Linked DNA regions of Ovis aries: region 2 is linked to region 1. Evidence: chromatin contacts called from public Hi-C data. All regions are on one chromosome and are shown on one strand. Each heading gives the region's core, a stretch centred on a gene start, on an enhancer-like site or on the middle of the called end of the contact. The rest is flanking DNA. Distances are from core to core; before and after follow the strand shown. Region 1 holds the start of LOC101118606 (cytochrome c oxidase assembly factor 1 homolog). Region 2 overlaps LOC101118606 (cytochrome c oxidase assembly factor 1 homolog).

What was found. Hi-C and Micro-C count contacts between places; a contact is called where the count stands out from the background.
Region 2: a Hi-C map of blood shows a contact between it and region 1, with 2.2 times the contacts expected there. The contact joins the enhancer-like site here to the promoter of LOC101118606 in region 1. A contact is called at or near these places in 2 of 16 Hi-C or Micro-C datasets (blood and skin fibroblasts).

Annotation. Positions count from the first base shown.
Region 1 is chr4:79,022,455-79,025,278 of ARS-UI_Ramb_v3.0, reverse strand. It overlaps LOC101118606 (cytochrome c oxidase assembly factor 1 homolog), which reads right to left and starts at 1,499. Exons shown (of 6, transcript XM_060414798.1): 1 at 1,400-1,499.
Region 2 is chr4:79,110,748-79,113,447 of ARS-UI_Ramb_v3.0, reverse strand. The region is part of intron 1 of LOC101118606 (cytochrome c oxidase assembly factor 1 homolog); the gene reads right to left. Among named protein-coding and RNA genes, the nearest start is that of STK17A, 58 kb to the left of the region's middle. Within about 2 kb of position 1,422, at least 27 of the 54 cell types and tissues checked have an H3K27ac peak or open chromatin away from gene starts, as enhancers often do.

The sequences.
Region 1 (2,824 bases), core at 250-2,749:
AAAAACCGTGTACACCAATGTTCATAGCAGCATTATTTAGGATAACCAAAACAACTGAAATACCCATCAACAGGACCAATGGATAAATAACTGGTGGTATATCCACACAGTGAAACAATATTCAGCAATAAAAAGAAATGAAGTACTGATACACTTCAACACGTTAAGCGAAAGAAGACCACATGGTTTATAATTTTATCAGCCTATTCTAGAATTGTCCAGAATTGACAAATATATTTATATATTCAGCAGATTAGTACTTCCTTAGAGCTAAAAGTGGGGTAAGGAGGAACTCAAGGGAGACTGCTAATGGGTACAAGGTGTCTTTAAAAATGGTTTAAAACTGTGGTTGTCGGATGTACAACTTTGTGAACGCACTAAAAAGCAATGTGTGTTTTAAAATTCCATGGTGTGTGAACTATATCTCAATCAAGCTGTTATTTTTCAAAAGGACTGCAGGTTGGGCTTTTTCTCCCCAATTTTAACTCCATTTTCCCCTCAGTTCCTAAAACAGTGTCTGGCAATAACCACGAATTCACTAAATTCTGACTGAATGGAAAAGTAAATTTGCAAACGTGGGTAAACCATTATAATTAGCCAAAGAGATGAAATTACTGCAGGATGGCATGACAGGGGCATAGAGCATGTATGTGTAGGTGTGTTTCCCATGAACAGGAGATGAGACTGAAAAATTCAGCAGAAACAAGACTTTGAAGTGTCTTCAATCCAGCCAAAGGAATTTGTACTATCCTGAATCAAATGGGAAGGCCAGTAAGGTTTTAAGTAGAGGATTAACAGTCAGATCTGTGTTTTAAATGTGTAAGTTCAAGTAGAGAGTTGCTTATATCCAAAGGTGAAGGTGAGCAATGCCCCTCAGGTAAGAATAAAGAGGAATAAGGGGAAGAGGCCAGGAAAAGCAGCAAAATATAATACTTGTGCGTTTTTTGAATTACAGCCCTTTCCACACACGCACAGACTGACAAACATGCATACGCACGCTTATACGAACACCCGAAAATCACTTAAACGCTGAAAATCACTTCTATGGTCAGCCCCCTTATGGAGCTCAGCTGTGATAGAAACGAATGATCAGGACCACCGAGCCACAGTAATCTTTTATACAATCATCTAGGCAGGGTCTCTCTCAAACTGTTGTAACCTGGGACCACCGACAAAGTGCAGTTCCACCTCTTCACAAATGTGCTCCTGGAAATGCTCACCAAGGACCACGGGGCAAGGTCACGATTAGCCCACCAGGGGTCACCCAATCAGGCAGCTCCAGGAGGTGGCGACCCAGCAAGGAGGTGGCCCCTGACGTGCTGCCCTAGCAACAGTCCGCCCCTCGCGCAAAAGCGGTCTCCAGAACGACGGGAACAAATGCTTCTGGAGTAGGACTGACCCGACTCTTTTTTCCCGCGTGGACGCTAACCTGTTAGGCGTAGAAACACCTAGCCGCAGAGAGCATGACGGCCCCTTCCGGAAGTGGAGCGTGTGGGAGTGGGTGGGGCAAACGCCGGCGGGTGGACACGCCCCGCGGGGAGCAGTCGAGACTTCCGACGTCATCTCCTCTAGGGGCTAGAGCAGTCAGGTTTGAATGAATGATTTCATATCAGGGCGCCAAAGCGACGGCATCTCAGGCTGAAATTGGTTCCGCTCCCCGGCTTCTCAGAAGCTTGTCGAGCGCGAGTAGGGCATTTGTGTTCTCAAAGCTCAGCTTTCTGTTTTGTGCACGCCATTAGCCCCCAACATACTGTCAGTCCATCAGCGGTTGCCTAGAAAATTTAAAACCACTGGTTCCTATTGCTCCTCGCAGGGATCTGGCGCTTCGATTCACCTCCAAGGATGCGAAACCACGAGCCATCTGAGCATCGCTCTGGCATTGAAGTCCATCTTGCCGATTCGACTGAGGAACTTAACGCTAATTTCTTTTATTCATTAAATATTTATTAAATTCTTACTGTGCTCCAGGGAATGGATTGTTAAGAAAAAATGTAATGCATTAGTACTAGTAATTACTTAATAAAGCGATCAGACTCGTCTGGCAGTATGTAAGTGTTCAATAAATGCTAGTTATTATTATTTTCATCTTGATTATTCCACTGTCATCATCGCTACTATTAACGTCACCCTTTACTTTAATGACAAGCTTGAAGTTCAAGTGTTACCTACCACCCAGGCCCTTGGATTCTTTAATCAAAAGAAACTGATAGAGGCCAGAGAGAAACAGAGCAAACCATACGGAAAAGAGAATTAGTAAGCTCGAAGACAGAAACCTAGAAATGATACAAATAGAAGAGAAAATTAATATTAAAAAGAGAGAAGAAAAAAAGAAAATGGGGACATTTTGACACAGCTACTTTGAGAAAACAATTGAGCAGGCCATTACATCGTATCATAAAAGTTAAGTGTAAACTAGACAATATTTACCTCAAAGATTAATAAAATTAGCATTAGGTAGGTTGGAATGAGGAGAAGGCAATGGCACCCCACTCCAGTACTCTTGCCTGGAAAATCCTATGGACGGAGGAGCCTGGAAGGCTGCAGTCGATGGGGTCGCTAAGAGTCGGACACCACTGAGCGATTTCACTTTCACCTTTCACTTTCATGCACTGGAGAAGGAAATTGCAACCCACTCCAGTGTTCATGCCTGGAGAATCCCAGGGACGGGGGAGCCTGGTGGGCTACCGTCTATGGGGTCGCACAGAGTTGCACATGACTGAAGTGACTTAGCAGCAGCAAGTTAGAATGAATGTCTTTTCTTACTTATCTTACATACTGTCATCATGAAATTGAGTCCTGACTAGTTTGTTTACAAGAAATTTTA
Region 2 (2,700 bases), core at 173-2,672, 88 kb before region 1:
GGGAATTCCCTGGTGGTCCAGTGGGTAAGCCTCCGGGCTCTCACTGCCAAGAACCTGAGTTCAATCTCTGGTCAGGGAACTAAAATCCGACAAGCTGCTTAGTGCAGTGAATGAATTAATGGATATATAATCACTTTCTCAAATACAATTTTCTTTGGTGGATAGTTTTACATAGCTAAGACTTATTACCAGTCTAAGCTTTGGAGAAGTTAAGTTCTAAAATGAGCCTTATCTGGTTTTCCCCTCTTTCTCTTTCGCTATATTAAGAAGAAAAAACAAAGCCTGCTGGTTTCCTGTCAGCATACTGTGCATGCTCTCTGGCAGCAAACCAGAAACTGGTGCGGGCAAGAGAGGGTTCAACCTCAGCACACACAACGCGGCCAGTCCGCAGCTACTGACAGGGCATGTTTATCCATGTAAGCTGTGCTCCATGGATTAAAACAGCTTTTCGGGGTTAAAAGGAAACAGAAATATAGTGAGTGTCTATGTTGCCTTTAATGGTGCTGCTAACAGCTACTACTCATATCTCTTACTATTTACTATCTGCCTGGTGATATTCTAAAGTGAAAGGAAAGTGAAGTCACTCAGTCTTGTCTGACTCTTTGCGACCCCATGGACTGTAGCCTACCAGGCTCCTCTGTCCACGGAATTTTCCAGACAAGAATACTGGAGTGGGTTGCCATTTCCTTCTCCAGGGGATCTTCCCGACCCAGGGATCGAATCCGGGTCTCCCGCATTGTAGACAGACGCTTTACCGTCTGAGCCAGCACTGCACATATATTAATCCATTGAACTCTCACTACAACCCCAGGAAGTAGAGGAACAAACTATTGTTAAAAAGATTAAGTAAAATGCCCAGAATCTCACAAATAAGTGTGTGAGTGGTAGCCCTGGGATTCAGACCCAAGTAGTCCAGCTCCAGGAGCTGTGTCTTCACCTACCACAGTCCACTGACTAAGGTATCTGTCATTTCAGAAATACTGAGATGTGTGTGGGGGGGGGGGGGGGGGGGGGAATACATCTCAGCATTATAACATATTCATCACATTCAGTGCAAAAGCCTTGTCAAGTGTGCTTTCCCTGCTATTTTTCAGATAACAGCATGGCGTGAATTCACACTTTTGTTCTTCCTTTAGCTTAGCAAACAGGTGTTGAGGGCCTGCCCTGGCCAGACTGATGGTGCTGGGGAAGTGGACAGTTCCCACCAATTACAACACGGGGCATGGAGCACAACTGCACAGGCAGGCACGCCCCTCTACCCACCACCCCCACACACTCAGGGCGCCCTCACAGAGTAAACAGCCTGCACTCCTACATTTATCAGATAGGTTTCCAGTAGTAGGAAGTCCTATGCAGTACCTTGTTCTAATTTGCACAAAGGCCCCTGTGGGTGAGCAACCCAGTTACTGTGACCCAACACATGCAGCAGGAGAGGAAGTAGCACCCAGGAAGTGGTCCGCCCTGCTTTCACAGAGGAAACCGACACAGAGCGGAGAGAGATGAAGGGGTGGGAAGAGGGCTTCAGGTTCACAGAAATGACAAGCAGAGGGAGGGCAGAGTGGCAGAAGCAGAGCTGCAGAAGTACAGAAGGGGAACCATGAGAAATGGGTCTAGAAATGGAGGCATTTGCTCAGCGAGGCATCTACCCTGTGTGGCTGGGGTTGACTCTGCAGGAAAGGGCTGCAGAAAGAAGGAGAGGGATGGGATAGGGCATGACCAGACAGGTGACTTCTGCAACAGCCCAGCCTACAGCTCAGACCAGAGTGGTAAGAATCCATCAAAAGGACAGTTTCTTAAAATATTTAGGACAGTTCTTATATATTTGCTAATTTATACACCAACTTCTAAAAAGAATGATGGGGCTACCAAGGATATTTCATGTCAGAAGAGAAGTAAACAGATGGATAAGGAAATGAAAACAAATGGAAAACAATTTTAAGAAGAAAAAGCTGGGGTAAAGTTAGTACCCCAAACTACACACTGTCATGCACTAGCCGTTTCCTCAAGGTGGCCACAGTCGTGACACCGAGCATCCTATCTGCTCAGCAGAAAAGGGAGCCTAAGTAGCTACAAGGTCCAGAGCGTCCATGGAGGAACACCACCCTCCTGATACCATACCTGCTATTCCTCCCACACGTGTTCAGAAAGGCAATCTCTCAAGTGGGTGGTGTTACAAACAGCACCCCTAGATCTTTTTATAAAATATCATAATCAAAACCACAATCGCAGTCCAAGAAAAAAAAAGCATAAATAGAATCTCACAAGTGACCCAAATAGTAAGGACTTAGTCGGTAGCTCAACTGGGCTACTCTGACTCCGTGGAGCGCTAAGGCAGTCATGATCCACCTGGTCTCCAGGGAGCCACTGACTGTGTCCAAGCAAGGAGAAGGGATTGGGATGGGAGAAAGGGGGGCTCAGTCTCTGCTCCTTTTTACCCAGCTTCAGTTTCCCTGCCCCATTGGCTAACTTTTGAATAAAGTATTCGGCAGCCCTTAATGTCACAAAAAAATTCCAAAAAGCTCTGTAAAACTAGAGACAGACTTTAGGCTACCTCCAAGAAGGTGACATTTTATATCTAAGTGTTTGATAAGAATTGAAGATTTTTTAACGAAGTGAAAATCTCCCAAGAAACTCAAATTCAATTACTCTTCTTATTGGTTAGTCACCAAGTTGTGTCTGACTCTTTGCAACTGCAGGACT